Regions from separate parts of the Rattus norvegicus genome. Here regions 2 and 3 are each linked to region 1. Evidence: chromatin contacts called from public Hi-C data. All regions are on one chromosome and are shown on one strand. Each heading gives the region's core, a stretch centred on a gene start, on an enhancer-like site or on the middle of the called end of the contact. The rest is flanking DNA. Distances are from core to core; before and after follow the strand shown.

Region 1 (3,489 bases), core at 902-3,401:
CACACATTAGATGGATAGTGGGTTATGATACAGCAGTGTAGCCACTCATGATGACCCCAAGCTTGTGTCCTGCAGGTTGCTGTGCATACTCTTCTAGTCTGGAAACACATATGGTGGTTGTTTCTTATTTAGTAGAGATTCAAATCAGGAAGCCCAGAGATCTGGTCTCCAGTCCCTCACTAACACCCTGCTGGAAAGGCAGTGTTACATTCTGGTCCTTGCAATTATGTTTTGTTCCCAGGGGCCAAAGCAATGGATTCATCCTGGAAAAAAATGGCATTGCCTCCAGGACATGTTGCATTTCCAGACCAGTAGCACTAGGCCAGAAGCAAGTTATTCTGTCAGTTAGGGTAGCCAGGGCTGACTATTAAAGAAGAACAATGTTGATAATATGCATTTGGGGCAGAAAACAATGCATCAGGGATCCTACAACTCTCCCGTATCTGCTTATGAAATAATGAAAACTACAGCCTTCCAGTTCAGGCAGGATTCTTCATGTCTTGACCGGTAGAGATATCAGCTCTCTGTCCAACCCCAGGGTCAAGAGACACAAACACAGGAGTGTAGGTTCATCTGCTGGGTTCTCTCTCTCTGGAGAATGGCTGAACAAGTGAAGAAACTGTTCTAGAATTGAAGAAGTTCTTATGTTCTACTTACTGTTTTTCTCTGCCCTTCTAAACACAGCAGTCATGTGGACTGCCCTAAACCAGGTTCCAGTTACACAAATTATCTAGTTATCTCTAGAAAGCAAATTATAGTTTTGTGAATTCATAACAGAGATGAGTAGTTGGTGCGATTTCTTGAGCCTCCTGAGATGGGAGTAAGAAAGGAAATATGTTTAGCTATTCTTTGTCTGGGGAGCAAACAGGTTGACAGCAGGTCTGCCCAGACTCTGTGATAGTTTGAATGAAAAAAATGTCCCCTTAGGCTTTTGTATGTGGACACTCGGTCCCTGGTTGCTAGAGCTGTTTGGGGAGATTATGGAATCTTTATGGGAAGAAGTCCTGCTGGAGGAAGTTCCCCGTCTCATCACATTTCCTGCTGGGGCTTTCTGTGTACAGATAAAAATGTGAAAAGCTGGCCTCCTGCTCCTATCACACACCAGGCTTTTCCCACCATGGTGAACTCTATCCCTCTGAACTATAAGGCAGAATAAACTCTTTGCCTTTGGTCGTGGAGGTATCAAAGAAATAGAAAGAATACCACACACACACACCCCACAAACATACACACATAGACATAAACATATATACACATACATACACATACACACACATATATATACATATATATACACATACATACAATACACAGACACACACCATACACACAAATATGCAAACATACTAAATACATACATACACATGTATCGCACACATACATACATATATACACATACACATACATACACATACACAAACATGCTACAGGCATACATACACACACATACACACACACACACACACACACACACACACACACACACACCACTTTTAAAAACCTTTTTAAAAGTGTTTTGCTCACCTAGATAGTAAAGTGGGGCATGTGAGGACAGAAGGGACTTCATGGGTGAGAGGAAAGGGGATGCTTCAGGCCAGTTGCTTAGGTGATGTTCTCTATATCACAACTGCTCACTTGAACTCTTGGTTTGTAGAATCAGGGCGTTTCCTATGGTGGGAATAGCAGATGTGAGAATGATCTGGAAGATTCTCAGCCCCTACCGTGTTGTCCTTGACTCCTGCTCCCACCCCTGCCCTGTGACCTTGTTATTGTGACTGGCCCTACTGTGTGCTCCCGAGTGACTTGATAGATTGAGTGCTGTATCCCACAGCTATACTGAGAGGCTGGAGAGGGAAAGGTTTGAAATATGTGAAAGGGAAATGAGTCATGGACTGCACTTAGTCATGGCCAACTTTGTCTGAGTGTGACTAAAGTGAGGTGTATGATCTCTTTACATTCTGTCAGCAGAAGGCAAACGACTAAACTCTTTATACCTGTAACAATAAGTAGCTCTCTGGACTGGAGTGTTGAATGGAAGTCATGGCATACACAGAACCAACGTTCTGTGAGGTCCTCCCACACAGAGGGAGTCACCCCGAGCCTGATACAGCCCTGTTTCATTTCTGTCTCTCTGCCTGGGGACATCAGCCATAGACAGCTGTAGCAGAAGCGCTTGCCAGTAGTTCTCATGGACACAGGGGATGGCCCTTACAAAGGTCACAGCAGCCTGACACGTGACCTTGGATGTCCCTTCCACACCTGTCTTCATGGCACTTCTCTACTGAGAACGTGTTAAGTCACAGCATTTGAGCAATACCAAAACCAAAACAAAACAAAGTGGGGGAGGGATTTCACAGCAGCCACTACACAATCACCCATGGCTGAATAATTACTTCACCCTAGAGGACAGGGTGTGTTACAGAGGCAGCTTCGGCTGTGGTAATGAGTATAGGAGGCTGCTTGGTCACTTCTCAAATGTGACAGGAAGCAGAGAAATGTAGTGAAGCAGGGTGTGATGGTTTGTATAGGCTTGGGCCAGGGAGGAGCCTATTAGAAGGCATGGCCTTGTTGGAGTAGGTGTGTCACTGTGGGTGTGGGCTTAAGAACCTCATCCTAGCTGCCTGGATTGAGTCTTCCACTAGCAGCCTTCAAATGCAGATGTAGAACTCAGCTCCTCCTGCACCATGCCTGCCCAAAGGCTGCCATGTTCCCACCTTGGTGATAGCAGACTGAACCTCTGAACCTGTAAGCCAGCCCCAATTAAATGTTGTCCCTTACGAGACTTGCCTTGGCCATGGTGCCTGTTCACAGAGGTAAAACCCTAACTAAGACACAGGACTAGGCTCTAAAATACTCTTTCTCCCCCTAGGCCTGAAGGTGTTTCCCAAAACAGTACCGCAGCTGGGGTCTGAGTGTTCAAACCCTTGAAGGGACATTTCACATCCCTGTCAAGGGTCCCTCACTCAAATCAGTTCTTCTGTGCAGCTCAATATTTCTGAGAGGATAATGAAACAAGTCTTTACTGTTCAGGTCAGTTAGAAACTAAAGATAGTTCCTCTGCCCTCCAACTCTATTCTTCAACTTTGAACATGTTCAGAGAAGATGTATTTTTCCGATGCTGATGAGCAGGACCTCACAGGCCTAGCGCAGTCAGTGGCTAATTTGCACGAGTTTTGTGGGTAGCTAGGTACTGACTAGACATCTTTTTCTTACTTCTTTTTTCAAGCACCAAAGTAAAGATTGTTGGGAATCACACACTTCCTTGCCCAGAATCTGGTGGCCTAGATGAGCAGAACTGAGATGTGGCATCTGCTGTTGAGTGAAGCCTTGGGGTATAACTGGGAGCTGGCGGAAGAGGTAGTCAGCCTTCATCCACCCTTGTAACGTTTTCTCTCAATATGGCTTTGTCTCATAAAACCATGCCGGGAGAAGATGAAAGCAGGCATATGCCCACCACATTGGATCTGGAGTGTATTAGATGATTGTACT
Region 2 (3,386 bases), core at 697-3,196, 260 kb after region 1:
GTAGGGGAGATAGACCCAGAGAGATCTTAATTCTGGCATTGTCAGGATGGTGTTAGTTGGCTTGGCTCTAAAGAGAGTAGCCAAAAAAGACTGAAGAGACACAGAGAGGATCTGGTAGGAAGTAATTGGCTATGCATCCTGACAGGGGAGAGGAGAGAGTTGGCCTGGGCAGTGGTTCTGCACACTTGGGGCTTTGCCTGGATGTGCCTGAATTCCCCTTAAGAATCTCTGTGTATGTGGAGGCAGGCCGATGGCAAGGTGCTCGGTTCCTGGCTAGGGAGGGAACTGGAAGAAAATTCTGTGAGTGTGCTGGGGCTCACTCCGAGAATGGGAAGGGGAATGAATCCCACACGCTGAGACCTCAGTGGCATCTGGTGCCCAGCTCTCTGACACATCATCACCTGGTACCCCACCCGTAGCTGTCACACCTCTCCAGGGAAAGCCTCTACACTTGAGGGGCAGTGCCTGAGGGAAGATCCTGTCCCGGGCAGGCTCCACACATCTAGCAGGGCCAGAGGTCACAGCAGCAGACAGGTCCCCACAGGGCCAGTGGCCTCGCAAAAAAGACCCCTGAGTCCATCTAAGGGTGCAGTCTGAAAGCTCTGCTTCACAAAGGGAGGATTCACTAATGGACTTCATGGATCCAGGCAGGCAGAGGTGACTGGAGTCTGGCTGCAGAAGAAGAATTCCCCACCCAGTGCTGTTTCAGGTCTGAGGGGTTTGTTACACGTCAGCGTTTCTCAACCTGATGATGTCACTAATCTCTAGGTCCAAGACTGCCCACCTGTACTCCAGGACATCCTGTGATTGCCTCTGTTGAACCCCCACGGAGCATATGGCACCCCAAGATCAAACAAGGGATTAAACAAATTGACGTCAGATCTCATCCTACAGGACTACAAAGAAGGTTGGATCAGCGACCGATGCATCTTTCCAGAATGGGGCGTGGCCTTCCAGGCGCCTGTGCCGCCTTAACTATCACTTCATAGAAATAAGTATGCCGCCCGGAGAGCACAGGGTCCGGGTTGTGTCCAAGCAGTCCGCCCAGTCGCCTCCTGTGTAAAACCCAGCAAGAAGCAGAAAACAAGCAATTTGGCTCAAGGTCAAGTCTAAACTTGTAACCTGAGCAGCAAGGGTGGGTGTATTTGCAACAAGAGCAGGTCAACTAGGGAAAAGGTGATGTTTACCCCACTCTGTAAGAATTCACTGCTTCTCAGCAGCGGCTTCCCCTTGGAGGCCCAGAGGCCTCTGGCTCTGGCTCCATTGAGTCTGGGCTAAAGGAAAAGTTAGGCAATGGTCAGTCAGGGGGGCCTGGAGATCCACAGCCTGCTGTGACTAGATCAGCAGGCCAGAATGAAGACAAATACAGAGAAAAGGGGCAGGTGAGGGGGGCTGAGCACAGGGAAGCCCAAACACGTGGACTCAGTGTGTCAAGCAGAGGTCCACCCTGAGTGGCTCTGATAGGGGACAGAGTGGGAGAGAAGGGCTCTGTGAGGTCCCACACCTTGTAGCTGCTGGGCGCTTGTGTCCCCCAACCTGCCATTTGCAGAGTCATTGCGACTGGATTTCCAAGGATCTCTCCATTTGCAAGTGTTTTGGAAGCACACGCAGGTGTGGAGAAGGCAAGAACAAATCGGGACTTCTGCACTAAAGTCCATGCCGCGGCTGATATCTGTGATGGTGCAGGAGCTGGGGTGCGGGGACCAGGGACCACAAACACATACAGTCCTGCAAGTCACGCTGACACCAGTGGACAGGGCTCACAGTCTGCACACGTGAGCAGACAGCCTCTGTGGGTACACTGACTGAGGACGAGTCTGTGCTTGTGTTTAAGACGGTCCCGGGGTGTCACCATGGCTGCAAGGGGACTCTTGGTTATCTAGGGAATCAGAAAGTTAGGCCATAATCAAGCCTACCATTGTGAAACTGGACTGTTTTCTCTCTATGCTGAAAGAACTCAGTCAGTCGTTTTGCAAGCCCCGTCCCAGGAGCACAGCTGCCCAGGAGCTGTCTCAGCAGCTGCTTGGAAACGGCTGGGTTTTGTTCTTACGTTTTCTTATCGGTTCAAGTGTTTCTTGGCAGATAAGCCAACAATTTAAGGAAAAGGTAACCCACTGGGGAGGTTTTTTACACCGAGAAAGGTTTTTCTCTTGTTCTTAACCTTGAAAGTGCCCTTGGGAAGGGCCATAGCTTTCAGGGTAAAACCCTTCCTCTAGCCAGAGCACATTGTGATGTCTGAGGGACCATCGTCTGAGGTGCGTCACATTTCCTGTATCCTGTCTTGGAATATAACAGAGAGGTGCTTTCTAAAACGCACCTTTCCTGCCTATAAGGATGAAGCTGCCTTGTTTTTATTCTTGCTCCTTTTTTTTTATTTTTCCATGTCTATTTTTATTTTATTGCACGTACATTTTGTAAGACGCCCTATGTTCCTTTTGGAAGGCGCATAAATAAGTTACTTGAACGAAGCACAAATCAAAACAAACACCAGGCCTCCCCAGACCAAGTCCAGGAATACAGAGCTTCAGCGTTTCTGAGTAGTCATTCACTCAATTACTTATTTGTTAGGTGAATAATTAATCCACGAGAGCCTGTCCTAAGCCGGCCACACAGCTCTAGGTTGGGTTGCCCCAGACCAGATGAAATACTCTGGGGAACTGATATCCCGAAAGGGAAACTGATTTAAGGTGAATCTACCTAGGTGGGAAGGCAGCAGTGCCAAGGAGAGAGGAGGGCAGGTGTTAGCACTTGTCTTAGTCAGGGTTCTCTGGAGTCACAGAACTCATGGGCAGTCTCTATACAGTAAGAGGATTGGTTGATGACTTACAGTCTGTATTCCAACTCCCCAGCAATGGTCAGCAGCAGCTGTGAATGGAAGTCCAAGGATCTAGCAGTCCCTCAATCTCACAAGGCAGGCAGGCAAAAAAGAGGGAGACTCTTCCTTCTTCCAATGTCCTTATGCAGGTCTCTAGATTAAAGGTGTATCCCAGATTAAAGGTATGTACCACCATGCTTGGATCTGGGGCTTGCTTTGTCTTGGGTGACCTTGAACTCAAGAGATCTCCTTACCTCAAGCTCCTGAGATTCATAGCCACTATGCCTCAAGATCTCCATACCAAGATCCGGGTCAGAAACTTATATCTCCCAGCCTCAAGATCGGGAGCAAAGGTGAGCCTTCCAATTCTGGATTGTAGTTCATTCCAGATACAGTCAAGTTGACAGCCAGGAGTAGCCACTACACCCTTGCTTAGGAACACACTGTAGAAGCAGTGGTGTTAACCAGGGAACAGAGAGGAATATGAGAAATATGTGGGGCTGTCTGTATACATGGCCAAGAAAACGCAGGTGCCCATTCTGTGGACAGGTCTCTCTCTCTCTCTCTCTCT
Region 3 (3,289 bases), core at 148-2,647, 510 kb after region 1:
AGCATGAGCAGTGAAAGAGTGTACCCCAAAAGCACATGCTGATGCTGGGGGGCTGGCTTTTACATTTCAGTCCAAGGAGCCTAATGGGGTTGCTGACCTCATCCTTGAGACTTGAAGGCCATAGGCCAGCCAGAAGGCCTCCGAGGTTAGGCCAGGTCTAGGCCCAGGAACCAGGAAAGATTTGACAAGAGGAGAGAGAGCTTCCTGGTGGAACTACAGAACCAACAGTAGAACAACCAGTCTGCGAGAGAATGGTGCGTCCTACCCAAACCCATCTTCAGAGTCTTGCTATAATCTAGAAGAAATACCGAGTCTGTGGGCTTGAGTCTGAGTTGATCTTAAGGTAGGGCTCACGGGCCTGAGCAGCAGATGGAGCAGAGGCAAGGACTCCCCCCGGACTGCACTTCCAATGAGCTTGGGACCAGCAGTGGATGGTGGGAGGATAGCTCAGCCTGAGGTTTACGTCTTCACAGCTATCGTTTACTCAGAGAAAATTGAACGGTATTTAGTAACAGACTTCGGGAGCACAAAAACCTCTCAGCCTCACAAAGGAAGCCCTGCTAGGTGAATTACACCACCAAAATGGCGTGTTCAAGTCCTACCCCAGAAGCCTATGGACAGCAGCTTAGCCGGCTCCTCACAGGGACTCCCGTTTCTGCAGCTATGACAACTTAGAACAAGACAAGATTTTGAGGGCCTAGCCAGAGCCAGGATCCATGTAAAGAGAGGGTGGTGTGGGCACACAAACGGAAAGAGTAACATGGATCACGGGGCTAGGACTGGAGTGCCACAACTGGATCCAAAACTGCTAGAAGCAGGAGAGACCTTCCTACGAGCTGCGGGATCACTCAGCCTGCACACATCAACATGCAGAACTAGAAGGGAAGAGACTCCGGTGGTTCTGAGCCCTGAGGACTCTGAGACGGTGAATATATAACCTTCACTTTCTGGGTGAGCGCAGTGAGATCAGAACTGGACACTCGGGGTTGGGGATTTAGCTCAATGGTAGAGCGCTTGCCTAGCAAGCACAAGGCCCTGGGTTCGGTCCCCAGCTCCGAAAAAAAGAACAACAACAAAAAAAAAAGAACTGGACACTCAGCAGGGAGGTGGGAAGCGGCCAGAGGCCAAGCCTCACTCTGTCCGGCTTCCCAGAGATTCCGCTCACATGCCCCTCTTTGAGGTCCTCTACGCCCTGCGATGGGAATCACTTCTGCAGGACCCGCCCACAGACCTCCAAGGAGCAGCTGGGAGAAGAGGCACCGGAGGCTCCCAGGCTGCTGAGCCTTCGGTCACATGCTGCTGGCAGCCGCGGGCTCACGTGGGTGCCAAGTGCTCCATTGAGCCGTTGGCATGCCTGGCATCCTGGTTGCTCTCTGTGGACGCGGGTGAGTCACAGAGAGAGCGTCATTAACTGCTCGCGTCAGGGCCACACCAAGGCATCAGACCCAGGACACAGGAGCCCCTAATATAGACACATGCAAGTAGTTCTTGTCAGCAGCTCAAGCCCGGGGATCACCCTGGGAAGTCATGTGCGCTCCCTTGTCACCCACCCAGTGTGCCAAGGTGTCCTTTACAGGACACCACAGAAACCAAAACTGGCGCTGTGGCAGGGAGCCCAGGGCTGTCCTTTCCTACAACTGTAGCCAAAGAACACGGGTGGGGGTGAAGAGGCAGAGGCAGGGACTGGCACTGAGGGGTGGGGGATGTGGGAGCTGGTGCTCGTGTGTGTGTGTGTGTGTGTGTGTGTGTGTGTGTGTGTGTGTGTGTGCGCGCGCGCGCGCGCGCGCGCGCGTGTTTATGGGTGGATCCAGGTAATGGCTGCTCGACAGGAACCACAAGGAAAGCAGGAATGGGCCAACCAGGAGATGACCTGACCTTTCTGTTCAGGTTCAGGGCTGGTACCCTGGGAAAGGAGAGTGTCTCAGGCTGAGCCACTTTGTGTGGAGTGTGCTGCCCCCTAGGGGACAAACAGCCAGGGCGCTTAGGAACTAGAAATGAACCCCAGTTGCCCTTGGGTGATTTGAGGCTCTAGGCTTCAACCAGGAAGGGTAAATGGGGTGCGGTGCAGAGGATGCAGTTCTGTGGGGAGATTGGGGTACAGCAGTAGCATGTAGGGTACAGGAAAAGGGGATGGGGTGTAAGGACAGAAAGAGCACAGGAAGGGGAATGGGGTGCGGGAGGAAGGATCGGGTGCATAGAGGATGGGGTTCAGGGAGGATGAAGGACAGGGAGATTATGCAATGGGGAGATTATGGGATGCTGGGGATAACTGGGTTCAGTGGACGATGGGGTACAAGGAAGAGGATGGGGTGCGGGCTGGAGGCAGTTTCTGGGCCGCGATGGAAAGAGGCAATAGTACCTTGACTCTGCCCACAATAGATGACCTTTTGTGCCGTCCAACCCAAACTACCACTGACTGGACCCTGTAACTCTAGGTGCTTTGTGGCTCTGCATGCTAAAGAGACTTGGGTGGTCTGACCCCTGATCTCTGTGAACTTCATGGGAGATGGGGGATGGATTTACCTGTTCTGCATCATAAGTGGTCTTGAAAAACAGAACACTTGTCACATTGAAGGTAAATTTCCTTTTGTGGCATTTCCTCAAGTGGTAAGGCTATAACTACTGGGTCAGGTGTGGCTCTTGACCTGCCAAGAAGAGCAGCCACTCTGGGGCTGCCAGGGGCTAAGAAATAGCTTTTCCATCAGGGCTCCCAGAAGGAATCGTCCTTTGATAATGACTGGCTCAACCTAGTGAGACCCATGCCAAACGCCTGACCTCCAGAAAAGGGACGAGTCTCACTAGTAAGGTAGCAGTCACTTGTGGCTCATTATTGCAAAAAGGTACCAAGGGAGAACGTCTTCATTCCACACTTCTGGGAGTGAAGAGGCTTGTAGACAGGAGGGAGACACGGGGAAAGACAGACAGACCAACCATAGGTGCCAGCCTAAGTTATCAGTAATCACAGAGGTGTGCCAAATTAAACTCCTCCCAGCTTATCTCCTCTTGACTGCAGCACGTGCCTGCAGTCTTGCGTCCAATTAGCCAGTGATCCCTTGTTTAGATATTCTTGGGGAGGAAAGGGTTTATTCCCCTCTTATAATTGTAGTTCATTATAGAGGGAAGCCAGGGCAGGAACTCAAGGCAAGAAGTGAAGCCTTAGAGAAATGCTGCTCATTGGCTGGCTCTCCATAGCCTGCTCAGCCTGCTTTTAAAAAAAAAAAAAATGCAACCCATTACTATCAGCCCAGGGTCAGCGCTTACCCACAGCGAGCTGGGCTCTCCCACTTGA

The links. Hi-C and Micro-C count contacts between places; a contact is called where the count stands out from the background.
Region 2: a Hi-C map of liver shows a contact between it and region 1, with 4 times the contacts expected there. The contact joins two enhancer-like sites. A contact is called at or near these places in 2 of 12 Hi-C or Micro-C datasets (both in liver).
Region 3: a contact with region 1 is called in a Hi-C map of liver, with 7 times the contacts expected there. The contact joins two enhancer-like sites. A contact is called at or near these places in 2 of 12 Hi-C or Micro-C datasets (kidney and liver).

What each region holds. Positions count from the first base shown.
Region 1 is chr16:85,527,568-85,531,056 of GRCr8, reverse strand. LOC120097571 (a long non-coding RNA gene) reads right to left here. Exons shown (of 7, transcript XR_010058510.1): 2 at 1,525-1,668; 3 at 1-98. Among named protein-coding and RNA genes, the nearest start is that of Irs2, 340 kb to the right of the region's middle. Within about 2 kb of position 2,151, at least 9 of the 93 cell types and tissues checked have an H3K27ac peak or open chromatin away from gene starts, as enhancers often do. A contact at or near this core is called in liver, where this site is marked.
Region 2 is chr16:85,263,186-85,266,571 of GRCr8, reverse strand. No RefSeq gene overlaps it. Among named protein-coding and RNA genes, the nearest start is that of Irs2, 75 kb to the right of the region's middle. Within about 2 kb of position 1,946, at least 2 of the 93 cell types and tissues checked have an H3K27ac peak or open chromatin away from gene starts, as enhancers often do. A contact at or near this core is called in liver, where this site is marked.
Region 3 is chr16:85,020,454-85,023,742 of GRCr8, reverse strand. No RefSeq gene overlaps it. Among named protein-coding and RNA genes, the nearest start is that of Col4a1, 140 kb to the right of the region's middle. Within about 2 kb of position 1,397, at least 40 of the 93 cell types and tissues checked have an H3K27ac peak or open chromatin away from gene starts, as enhancers often do. A contact at or near this core is called in liver, where this site is marked.